Regions from separate parts of the Drosophila melanogaster genome. Here region 2 is linked to region 1. The links are chromatin contacts, called in public targeted proximity ligation maps. All regions are on one chromosome and are shown on one strand. The core of a region is the stretch at or near the end of the contact, and the rest is flanking DNA. Distances in the headings are between cores, read along the strand shown.

Region 1 (6,522 bases), core at 1,098-3,597:
CCACATTATCGAAGTGAACCGAAATGCTTTGTGGCCAACAAGATTATCACAAGCGCGGACAGTGCTTGTCCAATGGCAATAATTTATTTGATTAATTTATAAATTGCGTTTGCCCGACAAGAGCAACAAGAAAATTGCCCAGCAATCTAATGTGTGTTGGCTTGCATGTGTGTTTGTGCGTGTGTGTGTGTGTGTGTGTGTGTGGACATGTGCCTCGATGTGAGTGCGATGCAAAGTGAGGTCGCTGCCGTTCAATAACCTCGAGTGTCTGCGGAGAGCCTCTCTACGCAATTGCAATTGCAGCCAACGAAGTCAACGAGCATGGCAACAACTTTACACATAGTTCGCTATAGTGCCCCATAGAACAGTGTGGCACACGCACACACACAGGCGCACTCGAGGCGCTTGCCAACACACACAAATACGCACGCACACTCTCGAAGGAACACTAATCGGTCGAGTCCGTTCGTCGGTTTTTTTTTGGTCGCTCGCTTCTGCGTCGCGTGGTAATTGCATTCGAGGGAAATTTTGGGGGAATTCGTATCTGCGGGGGTGGTATCCCAAGAATGCATTCTACGCAATCCCATATCAATAACTTACTCAGGTAACAAATGCCTATTTAAAAAGGGAGTGTAGAACATACCTGAAAATACAAGAGGAGAGCACACAATTAGATTCAATCGACTTAAAGTATTACAAAACAAGGACTGTATTATTTAGCAAGAACAACTTAAAATAATTAAAAAATTAAGATATTGCCATGTTTAAAATAAATCAATATCAATATTCTACCTGCTCTTGCCCTCTCATCTTAAGGCCAAAACTCCGAGAAACAACCAGAATAATCAAAAAGAAATACCTTCTTCACCAATTAAATTAAACTGAATACAAATAAATCCAACTCAAGCAAATCCCAACCCATTCCAAGCTAAACTGACTTCAAATGCAACTAGCCTAGTTAGGATCTTTTGAAATAAAAAAACCACAGAAAACATAGAGCCCAATTAACAACGGGCAATCTTATCCGCACCATCTCGAGCCATTTCCACCATTTGAGGTACTCAATCATAGAGACCCCGCCACTTATCACAACTCCCATCAAAAGCGAGAAGCCACTAGAACTCCGCACGGAACCCTGCATAAGTGCATAGCTATGGAACTTTGATTCCGAGCAGCACTGGGAACCCTCTCGACAGGCTGGCTCCACTTCACCTGCCCATTTGCAACCCGAACTGTTTGCCTTGCCTCCAACCCCATCCCGCGATTCCTTGGGCAATTAAACCAAATCAAAGCCCACAAAAGCAACAAGAACTGCGCGGCAGCAACTTCATATGTACTACGCTCGTTCGTATGGTGTTAGTCAGCGTTAGTCGTTATCGCATTTCACAATTTTAGAACAAGCACACTCGCACACAGATACGCGCGCACTAGCACACAGATACAAAAACGCAGCAGGCGGCGAGTAACTAACCTAACCCAAGCTAACCTACGCTAACCCAATTCGGCGGGTTCAATAAACCCAACCGCAAACGAGGAGGCACGCCGCAACGGGTTTGCTTGGAGAGGTTTGCTAGCAGAGGGGCATGGTTCTTGGATTAGGGTACATCCCGCGGCCAACACCCCCTCCACGAGCACAATTCTAAAATATAGATTAGCTGTAAATCTTCAAGCCTAATCAGTGGGCATACAAATACAAATGCACCGAAAGAATTTCGTGTGTGGAAGCTTTGTAAAGCAACTGTTACTGTGTTACTGTTTAGTTAGTTTAGCCCACAATATTCCGTTTATCAGCATTTGATTTGTTTAATACGTATCAATAGGCTTTTTGCTTTATTGATTCATACAATTTTATAACTGGAAAGCTATATGTAGAATAATTTGTTTAGCATTTCGCTGCCTCTATGTTCGGACTGCATATTTTTTTCCAGTGTCCAAACGATATTTCTAGACTTTTATAATGACATGCATGCTCTGTTTTTGGTCTGGGCCCGAGTTCTTCGCAGTTCTTCGGTCTTTGGTGGCCTGCCTCAACTAGAACTTGCTTGACTTCGTTGCTTTTGCTGTGCATTTGCTGTGCTTTTGCTTTGCTTGGCTTTTCAGTTGAGTTCTGTGCTGTGCCGTGCTGTTCTGTCGTCGTTTTTCCATCGCTGTTTTGTCGTCGCTTTTGAGCGGCAGCAGAGTTTTCCGCTGGCAGCGGCGCCCACCCAAAGTTCATTGCACTTGGTATAGCGGCATATTTTGCATTCGTCTCTCTCTCTCTTTCCTTTGCTTTTCATGCGACTGCCTTTTACTTGGCAGCCGTTTTCTTATCTACTTCGGATGTTCTGTGTGACCCACAACACAGGCGAAAATGCCTTTGCCGAAAAAAAGACTCCTTTGCATTTTGCTCGTCTTACCTCTTTTTTTTCGTCTTTTTTCTGGCACATTTGTGCTGTCGAAATAATTGCATTAATGACACACACACTCACACACACCCAAGCACTCACGTACACGCACACTTGCAGCAAGAATTATTATGCTTGTCACTTAAAATTTTGTAGGTTCTGTTAATTAAAAGCAATTAAAAATAGTCTTCGCCTCTCAAGTGAATTCCTGACAACGTCGCGTCGTTCTGCTCTTTTATTTTTAATTTTTTTGGGACTTATTCTGACAGCTCTCTGACGGAAACACGAATTTTAGGCATTTGAAAAACGATTTGTCGCCGCACTCGCACTCGAAACAATTTTATTATTAGATGAAATTCATGTTGGAAAACTAGGGAAAAGCCGAAAAAAAAACCGACTCAAACTTATTTGGCGGAGTATTTCTGTGCGCCTGTAAAACAAAAAAATGGGTTAGCCGCCAAATTAATTGTTATGCGAATGTCTGAGGAAAATGAGGGATTAGGAATTTTTGAAATTTTATAGCGTCGTATTCATATTATTTTTATGAACCCACAAATATGAGATCATGTCATGCCTAAGAACATAACTTCAGTTTATTGGCGGTTCTTAGGCACTTTATTAGGCACTCAACTCAAAACAAAAAAAAAACGCTCAAAAAAGGTGTTTCATGCGCCCATTCAATAGCTAAAACACCTTGGTAACTCAACTAGAAGCCGAGTTACTAGAGTCAATCAAATAATTGAAGTGCTTTGATATGTTGTTTCTGCATCGATTTCAATGAATTAATTGCGCTCAAGTTGAATGACTCGTTGCATGTGTCACCCACTTGAGAGCGCCGCTTGATTTTTCAATTTGTTGTCGAAAAATACAAATTTTCTTGGACCTAATGCCTATGGATTGGTGTCGGCTCGAAATTCAAATATCAAACGTAACAGACGAAGCCCCAGCGAAATCAATTGCGATTTTGAATTTGAATTGTAGAGGAGAACAGTGAGATCTTAATGCCTGGGCAAAATCGGCGCGGCTCGGTTCGTTTCAGTTCGGTTAGGCTTGGGCCCATTAAATGCAATTCCATCTACTTGACTGGGGTCCGCCATCGAGTCACGTTTTCCCATTTCCACGGGGCCTGTGTGGGGGGCTTTTGGACAACTCTGTTGAGGTGATTGTACGGGCTGGCTAACAAGGTACGTGCTGCGGATTTCTGAAGGCTGCCGAACGAGTTTCGCACAACGCGAAGTACCGAAAAAGAAAAAATCTATCTCAAATTGTCTTACATTCGATTTTTTTTCAGAGTCAACATAAATTACCAGCGGCTTGATCTTATTCTGCTGAAAACTGCAAAACTCCACTCGGCTTGACATTTTCGCTAGGATTTTTTGTTGTCTTCAGATGTCTGTTGCATGTTTGAGGTTATGACAACAGCCCCTGACTGACATGAGGCGACTTCAATTCGATTCGATTCGACACGACACGGCACGACACCATTAAATGAGGCAAGGTGTTGTTTTCAGATCGAGCCTTAAGGGTCTCCATGTTGGGAGCTATTAAACGGACTGCTGAGACAACCAGGAAAAAATGCCAAACGTCGCTCAATGACATAATCGTGTGTAAGGACAATAGGGCCTCTTTAAAAATAATGGGCCAAAATATAACTTTTTAATGATTGGGCAACTGCACGAACTTTCTAAAACAAAGGATGGATCTCTTTCGAGTTAACTAACAAAAACTGTTATGCTGTAATATATGCAGTTAATAAATGCAGCTAAGCTTCGCCAAATATTATTTGCAGCCAATAAAAGTATGGAAAAGCAATAAATAATTTGTAATTCCATGGCTTTTTGATACGGCTTGCCTGCTGCCACTCTATCACTCCATTCGGAACCCAATTATGTATATGCCTATCTATCTATAATATTATCCATACGCACTGTGTGCGTTAGCATTGCCCGCCTCCGCTTGACACGCCCATATGGATTCGTAAATGCAACCGTAAAGCCAACGAAAGCCACATTATGAGCAATGCGAGAGTGCAGAAACGGCAAAAGCTAAAATTCTATACGGGGCAGGGCAAATATTAGATTACTCATACGCAGCGTTGACCAGGCCAAAACTGCCTGTTCCACATTAATTGCCATAAAAATAGTGGCACCCGAGGGGCGGGCCGGCTACACATTCATAGAATTTGTGACGGAAATGAGTTAGTGCCATTTGGCATGCCCCCAACCACGAGAGCGGGTTAAAGGGGCGTGGGAAGGGGGATTGCAGTGCACACGCATGCAATGAAAGCGCGTGCAACGACTACGAAAATTAGATGCAGAGGAAAATGAGGGGAGGACGAAATGGTTCGAGGTGGTTCGAGGAGGCGGGGCCACTCTGTTGGCCCGTTGCTGATGTTTTTTGGCCTGCAGCACACAGCCGGGTTGCATAATTATCATGCAACATGCGGCAGTCGGCATGGAGTGTCTGAGATTTGTGGCCAAAACAAAACGTTGTTTAACGCCTGAGAGGGTTTTGGCCTCAGCGCCCCCCACTTTTCCACCGGGAAAACGGGAACGGTGCTCGGCGGTGGGCTTAGTCACGCACTTTACGCACAATTTTCCACGGGTTGGAGTCAAGAGTTTTCAATGAAATTCAAGCGGACTTAGGTTGTGGAAGTGAGGCGTAATAAAAACCATTTTGGGTAGTTAAATCTGATCATAAATAAGAGAATATGTCAAATATATTATTGAGAAGATGTGTAGTCGATATAATGGGCATATAAATCAAATATTTCTTAGGAAAATAACACACATTGAAAGTTTTTTGTTTATAAAAAGCGATTAAAAAAATGGCCGAGGATGTACAAATATTTCAAGGAGTAAGTAAGAACTTCAAAGAACGTCGTGCTTTTATGTAGTCTAAATTCTATTTATTTAGAATTTAGTCCTCTCAGCATTCTGATATTTAATTCCAAATTTACCTACTTATTTTAAAAAGTTGTTATTAAATGCATGGCTTGATCATGGCATAATTATGAAAAATATTATTACATAATAACACTTGTTAACTAGCTACTGCTTTAAGTACTGCAGCACATGATAACTTCTCGATCCGCCCTCCATCTCCTTAACTGATTGCCCATTTCGTACTCCCCCTTGCATTCCCAGGCTACTTTGTGGTCTCTGCCCGTGGGCCTTTGCTGCCTGGCAACTGGAAACTAACAGCGAAACGTGCGTGGCATGACCATTGCTATCAAAACCTGGCCAAAACAGTGAGTGGGAAGGGGCACTTCATGGGGGGGAATAGACGGGGGAAACCCAGGGCAGCAGCTGCGCTACTGGGAGGCAGTTGGAGCGGTCTTTGACCGCGTCCAGTAACCGTTAGGTAGCCAGAAGGATTACGAGCTGCGCCGCAATGTTTGGCCGCTTGTCCGAGGTTAGTACACAAGCGGCGGCAAAAAAAAAAATAAAATAAAAACCAGAAAAGAAAAAAAGAGGCAGCAGCAAAATCAGTTAAAGCTAAACGCCTGCCGGCCAGTTGCAAGGTTTTTCTTTGTGGTTCTTTTTCGACTACCAAACCGTTCCGAACTTCATTCCCCATTCGCTTCGCGTGCTCAACAAACTTGCATTGTTACTACCGCGGATTCCGCGATTCGGGTTCGGATTGAATTGGATTGGACTGCTTGACTGGAGGTTGGCTTTTGGCTCTGGGGCATACTTCGTGCTGCTTATCGCGCCTCAAAATGCGGCGGCCACATAAATCAATTAGTTGGGGGAAGGAAGGGCGCACATTTTGTTTTAGGGATAATTGAAGGCCTGTTCAGGGCGGTACTTACAATGAAAATTATCGGGTGGTCTGGGGAAATGAGCGGAGCGAATCAAAATCAAAAGCTTACCTGCAATGGAAAGAGGAAGTTTGTTAGGAAAAAGGTTGAACCGTTTGGAAGGCTACTTAAGTTATGATACTCCTACTGTTTAAAGAAACTAACTTGATTTTTGATTTACCAGTAAGGTTAGGAGTGCATTCTGTATATTTTGTATGTATTCTGCCTTCTATATATTGTGGTTAATTAGCCACACCTGACATACACGGGTAACATAAGAAATGTGATCAGCCCTATTAAGCCGAACCCTAAAACTTAAATACCAATCATTTTCAA
Region 2 (6,522 bases), core at 1,683-4,182, 250 kb after region 1:
TTGCGAATTGCGTACGCAGTACGTACATACGTATGTACGAGCCCCAAAACCCAAGTTCATTATGTCTACGAAGGAGTCGGATTAGAAGTTGGAGGCGAAGTGGTACTCAGAGTGTGGTTCTGTGTGGTAATGGTACAGCTGGGGACAAAGCCACTGCTCTGTGTGTGTGCCACGAACCACGCTCATCATGAGCGTACCATACTAGTGGCCAAAGACGATCATGATGATCCCAGTGTTGATATCGTGGTAGAGCCGCAGTCGCAGCCAGAGTCACTCCAGTCCCCAGGACAAGTTCAATGACTCTGGGCTAGAAGTTCACTGCAATCGTAGTTGGAACCACAACCACATGGATCTGGCCGCCCCTCGCCACCGTTGGCAATGGTGATCCTCCTCTTTTGCTTGGCTTCAAGAGCGTGTGTTGCACACTTTCTGTTTTATGCCAGGGACAGAAACAGAGACACGTCCCAGGTCGAGTCCCCAAGCCTCTGACAGTCGTCTGCACAGAGAGAAAATCTTAGTGAGGTAATCCATTAAATTTTGAACTGGAGAAAGACAATAGATCTTACGGCCTTACGTATACTTAATTTGAGTTCTGTCAAATTTAAAAAGTCAGCATGTATTCAAAATCATTGAAAATCCAGCTGTAAATTATTTAGAAAATGCAACTTTATCATTGGATATTTTAAATATATTGTAGCATAGATATGGTCCTTTAAATATAACCAAGTAAATTTAAGGTTTATTCTATAGTCTACTGTGTAATTGTTGCATTTTGAAAAGTCCTCGATTTCTAGCGGTGTATATTATATGTTCTCCCCACTTTTCAGCCTTTTTTCGTATTCCTCCATACACTTGTCCTAGAGTTCTCTCCTTTGTATTATTTGCTAGGATTAAAGGCATTAAAAGGCACGAAGTGGAGGATCATGAGGAAAGACTGTGGCAGGGTAAACAGAAGATTGCTCGCTCCTCGGATTGCTCCATCCCTCCTGTCTTCCTTTTTTTGTTGCTGTGTGCGTGTGTGTTGTGGCAAATAAAACATCTGTGCCGTAAAATCAAAACACAAGAGGAACACGGCTTACCTACTACAAACCCGGTCCGCAAAATGTTGCGCACTTTGCGAGGGTCCATTGAACTTTTCATGGCGATTAAGAGGATTCATTTCCACAACAGTGTTAACAACGATTCAAACTAGTTCAGAAGACTATTTATGTGTAACATACATGTATGTTCTTATAGACATAACGTTTCTACACTTTAACCTTCTTTGTTTTTATTTTTTTTTTAATTTAAGATATATTTTTTCTTTCTTGCTCCGTAGTTTTGAAAGTTTTGTAACATCGTAAAAGAAGTACATCTCTTATTTGCTGACTAACCGTCGATTGGCCCCATTTTTTATAATATTTTAAAATTTCTACCGTCAAGGGAATTAAGGACCTTCAAACTATTCCCATCACCGAGTACCTTTCGATCGACCCTCTCTGCTACGAATCAGCGAGGGTTCCTCGCAGTTGCAGCCTGAGTTTCTGTGGCTCCAAGAAGAACTTGCAAATTGACGTCGTGGGGCGATCGTGTGGACCCTTCAAGAAACAAGTAACGTTGCCTGGTTTTCTTCTCGTTCTCCTCCTTTCGGCTATTCCCTTCTTCGTCGGCCTTCTCCTTTCCGCTTCTGCTGTGAAATTAATTCAGCCAGAAAGAGACACGAAGAGAAAGAGAAAGGGAGACGGATCGAGGGTCCGTTTGGGGTTATTACACTCTCCCCAGTGGAAACGCAGCCTTTTCTTTATTCCACCTTGTCCGCACGCCGCTCAGTCCTTTTTCAGGTTTTATGGCACCCAACATACATAGGAAGGACTATAAATCCCCAGTAGGAGCATCATTTTGGCGCGCTTTTTTCTCGTTGACAAAAAAAAAAGGGGAGAAAAAACCAAATAAAAAAACCGGTAGAGAGACTCTGGTCGCCTCACTTGCGGAAAATTGTGGCCGTGCTAAAGGTTCCGCCACCAAAGTTCCTTATCAACTGACACATGTGTTGAAGGTACTTAATTGACCATTAATTAAGGGTTCCTTAATTGCCCGACCGCGGATAGTTGTTGAAATCGATCAGGCAATATTTTTATTATCCAACACTTGCATTTAAATAACGGATATTTGTATAAATTGCTTGTTATGTTCATATTCACTAATTTCACAATTATACACTAAAAGATTATGCTCATATTTTAAATTTTTAAATGTCTTCTAATATGTATCTAGTGTAAGTTCTTTGGTAGACATTTGATAAGCCTAAGTTAAGATCTTCCTAAATATACATATGTATTTAAATATTTCCAAGATAAATAATTCTGAAGCCAAGTTCCTCGTGATAGCAGTATTTCGTGGCAGCTTGAAATTTGTTTTGATATCTGGCTCTCTGATTTTCCACCTGCTGCACGGCAACACTGGTCGGTCGCTCCGTCTCTTTGCTGCTCTTTGCGTCTCTTCGTCGATGTAAGACTGCATTTCTCTGAAAATGTCGTGCTCTTTGGAGATCTGTGAGCAGCAAATCTTCTGGATTCTCCGCTCTTTGATTAAGTTGACCAGTTTTCTTTTTTGATTTTGTTGTTCTTCTCGATCTTCTACACACGCCACACCACCACCAGCGCAGTGGCTACGCCTACTACAGGCTCCTCCGGTTTTATCGGTTTGTTTTGTTCAACTGATTCTCGCCGATCCAGCGGTACAGTAGTCTCCCGCCAAAATTCAGTGGCGCGCTCTTTTTGTGCGTTGATCTTTTACGTTTTTGTTTTGATTTCAAAATTCTTGTAGTAAGTTGTGGGGCCCGTCTGGTGGGTTTCCACCGATTTCGGATTTCCACTGACCGAACAAACCGCTCCAACCGAACCGGACCGACCGAAGAACCAGGCAAGCGATCATGACTGCGGGGATCCGATCATATCGGATCGGGGATAGCATGAAGGTAGGTGCTCTCCTCCTTAGGTTCTTTCCATTCTCTGGCTCTCCGCAGTTTCGTTTTCAATTAGGCTTAATCAAGCAAACGATCGATCATATTGACTTGTTTTGGGGACTTGAGGTGTGCGTTTTGGCTTTTCTTCATCTTTTTTTTTTTTTTTGTTTTTTTGCCTGCCTGGGTTATTGCTCGCTTTTCATTTCCCTGTTCTGGTTTCTGAACTTTTTTTTTTGTGGTGTGTGCTTTAGTAGTTTTGCATAAAAACTGTTGATTAACTGCCGCCTGAGGGACTCAGCTGCTGGTTTTGCTTACCACTTCGTTTCTCGACTTTTTTCGCTGGTTTCATTTCAGTTCCGATCCATTTTGAGTGCCCGCCCCAAGGGTTAAATCAAGGTTTTAGTAGGGCCTGCTTCGTTGGGCGTTGCTTATATTGGTTTAATTTGTGCCCCGGTTTTGGCAATATTTCTTAAAAATCGTAGGGTAATATGATTTGATTTGTATGCAGCGGAATGAATATACTAGAGTTTATGGTATTGCGCAATAATTTAACAAGAAGTACAGTACGGACTGCAAAAAGTATTGGAAACAAAAAAGGAAAATAATATTGGTACTGCTCGGTAAATTCAGTTTTCAATTTAAATAAAGATGTTTTTATTTTCTTTTGATTTAAGCATCAACGTCTTCGCATTAGTTATCCTAAGTATAGGTTTTCACCAATTAGAGTGCCTACTGTATTAAGCCGCTCCCATTATTCGGAGCCTAGAACATTAGGCCCACTTCCTACCCTTTTTACAAACGCCAGATGGCTTTTACTTTTAAGCGAACTTCGGCTAATGACCGCCAGAGGGCTTTCCATTCGATCACGTTCGCTTATGGTTTTTACCCACAACCCAGGAAAAGCAAACGGAATCAGTTAGCAGTTATTGGATGTGGGTTCTACCAAAGTGTGTCATTTCTTCGGCTCTAAGACCGAAGTGCCAGCCCCTTTGGCCCCCCCCGCCCCAAAAAAAAAAGAAACCGTTGAGCCGCAGTGTAAGTGTAAATTACATCCACGGTAGCTGCAGAAGGCAGCCAAACCACTCGGACAGCGGCGGGCATTATCATTATGTTTATTACACACGCAGACAGGCACCAACTCCTCGGCAGCAGGCCTACACTTAAAACAATTAACCTAAATATGATTGAAAATTAAATCTTTTCTGTCACTTTAAAGGGCTTTCGCAGCAAATAGTATGCTTAAATTGAAGAATGTGTCAAAAAGTGTATTGTTGCTAGTTGTCAACCCAATGTGCGCCATATTTGTAGGGAAGTAGGATAGAGGTGACTTCTCTCAGTGCATTAGCAGCGGGAGCAGCTCATATAGCGCACCACTCCGATCCGATCATAATCAGGCAGTCAGGCACTTGAGTCCGTCCAAGGGTATGGGGGCGAGTCTCGACAAGTTGCTGCCTGCACGGCTTGATCGCGACTTGGGTTTGGCTCTACTATATCCCCACCACACATCCCTGCCCCCATGAATTCCCCCTCACCATTCCTTCGATCGCATCACGTTTGGATGCTGCTCGGCCCGCATTTAAAGGTTGCTTGCCATCTCGCTCCTGCCACACCTGCGGTCAAGATGATAGAGCAAAGTAAATTTAAATTATTTAATTGTGCTATTTCAATTTGCTTATTAGTAGAGTAGAGCCCTTAAAAACATATGTATAATGTGTAGCATTAATAGTTCAATATATTCGTATAATATAAAAGTTTTAAATAATTTCAATTTGAAATAAAAAAATTGGAATAAAAATCCTCTTAACAAATATTTATAAAAGTGATCAAATGCGCGTTTTGGACAGAAGGACTTGCCTGTATTCCCTAATATCTTGACCGCAATCGTATATATTTTCATCTCAGTTCAGCGTTGGGGCCGTTCAAGTGCCGTCGACGTCGTTGAATCTTTGAAACTTGATTTTAAGTTTGTTGTGTGTTTTTTTCTGCTGGTTTTTTATGTGCATGGCTGCTGCAGCGGCAACTGAACACCTGTGCTGGGTTCTATAGACAATATTATTATTTTTTCTCCTCTTCGGCTGCTTCTTCTTCTTCTGCGCTGCTTAACCTCATGCAATTTAATGTCATGTTTTTCGTCTTAGTTGCTGTTGTTGGTTTTTTTTTTATGACTTAAGTGCGTGTTTAGGTTTAAAGGTTTATGTGGCTATATGTGTGCGAGCTGCTCGGCTCCTCTCAGCTTTTTATGTCCAGTAAATTTAGCATCTTAACCTATTTATAATGAAATGCATGCTGAGGTGTGGACTGCAGATGGAATCGGGATTATTGCTCGTGTCATAATGTCCCACAATTTATGGGGCGCATTAAAGCACAGTTACCGGGATTTGGGGCCTGGATAATTGCGCCCACCATAAAAAGGGGCATCAAATCCGAGACTATATCAAAGCAAAAGTCAACGCGACCAATAAACTAACGCCTCGAGATGATTTACCGATCCACACACAAATTAACACAAAAGCCAAATTGATACAATATTATGGCAAATTTATGCCCAAAGCGATCACCTGAAAATCAAGCAATACACACTAGATACAATACTCTGTGTTCTGCGAGCGGAGAGCTAAAATTATACTATGTAGATCGAAGATTTCGAAATAATGAATGGGTTCCCATGGTTCTTATCTTCCATTAAAAATGATATTGTTGCAAATGCTGACGGGTTTTCAACAACATAATTATAACATTCAATGATATTGTATTCAAATTATAGTCAACGCAATAATCTTTAATCTGATATATCAAATTCCTTGTCAGATATCACTTAAATCATTAATCTGATATTGACATTTGAATGTATCCAATTTAACAAGGTGTAATAATCATTTTTTTGTATATAATAATGCATACTTAAGATAAAGTTTATAAAAAGTAATAAAGTTAAATTAAATTAATTAAATTAAATTTAAAAATGTAAAAAAGGATAAGGATACTAATTTAATCCTTTGTGTCGTAAAACTTATTAGCTTGCATATTTAAAATAAACTACTTTTCGCTTCTGTTTTTATTTGTTGCTTGAATAGTTACTCCTTAGCTAATGGACCGCGTTCCCTTTAGTGTATCAACATAATTTATCAAAAACACACACGAGTCACGAAACAAACATGAGTTGGCATGGTAAGACAAGTTGTAACCAGAGACAAGTCAAAATTTATGCGTAATGGCTGTGACTATGGTTAACATGCGGCTACCGATTCGACTCTGGGTCGATGAATTCGATAGCTGATCAGCATAACTAATTTGTTTTACTGGAAATACAGAAATCGGGCAAATGGCCAAATGACAAAGGAATTGCTGAACGGTAATTAATAAATATGAAGACGGCTCTGCGGTTGCCAAGAAACTGAATAATGTGGGTTAATGCAGCTGAAATAGAATTTAATAGTTGCCATATCTGGTGGGACCTCTTTTGTGTGGTTAACAGTACACTGGGAAAACAGTCACTGAATAAGTTAGTAAAGCAAATTGGTACTCGTCGCTTGTTTACCAATTTTATGCAGCCTAGAACTCATTCGAGTGAGAAGTCT

The links.
Region 2: a contact with region 1 is called in a targeted proximity ligation map of the Kc167 cell line, with 4 times the contacts expected there. A contact is called at or near these places in 6 of 107 Hi-C or Micro-C datasets (the Kc167 cell line, the OSC cell line, embryo and 1 more) and 2 of 7 datasets of targeted methods (both in the Kc167 cell line).

What each region holds. Positions count from the first base shown.
Region 1 is chr3L:17,979,494-17,986,015 of dm6, forward strand. lncRNA:CR45921 (long non-coding RNA:CR45921) reads right to left here and starts at 2,348. Exons shown (of 1, transcript NR_133261.1): 1 at 1,828-2,348. The region is part of intron 4 of Eip75B (Ecdysone-induced protein 75B); the gene reads right to left.
Region 2 is chr3L:18,231,828-18,238,349 of dm6, forward strand. It overlaps lncRNA:CR45937 (long non-coding RNA:CR45937), which reads right to left and starts at 2,933. Exons shown (of 1, transcript NR_133264.1): 1 at 2,419-2,933.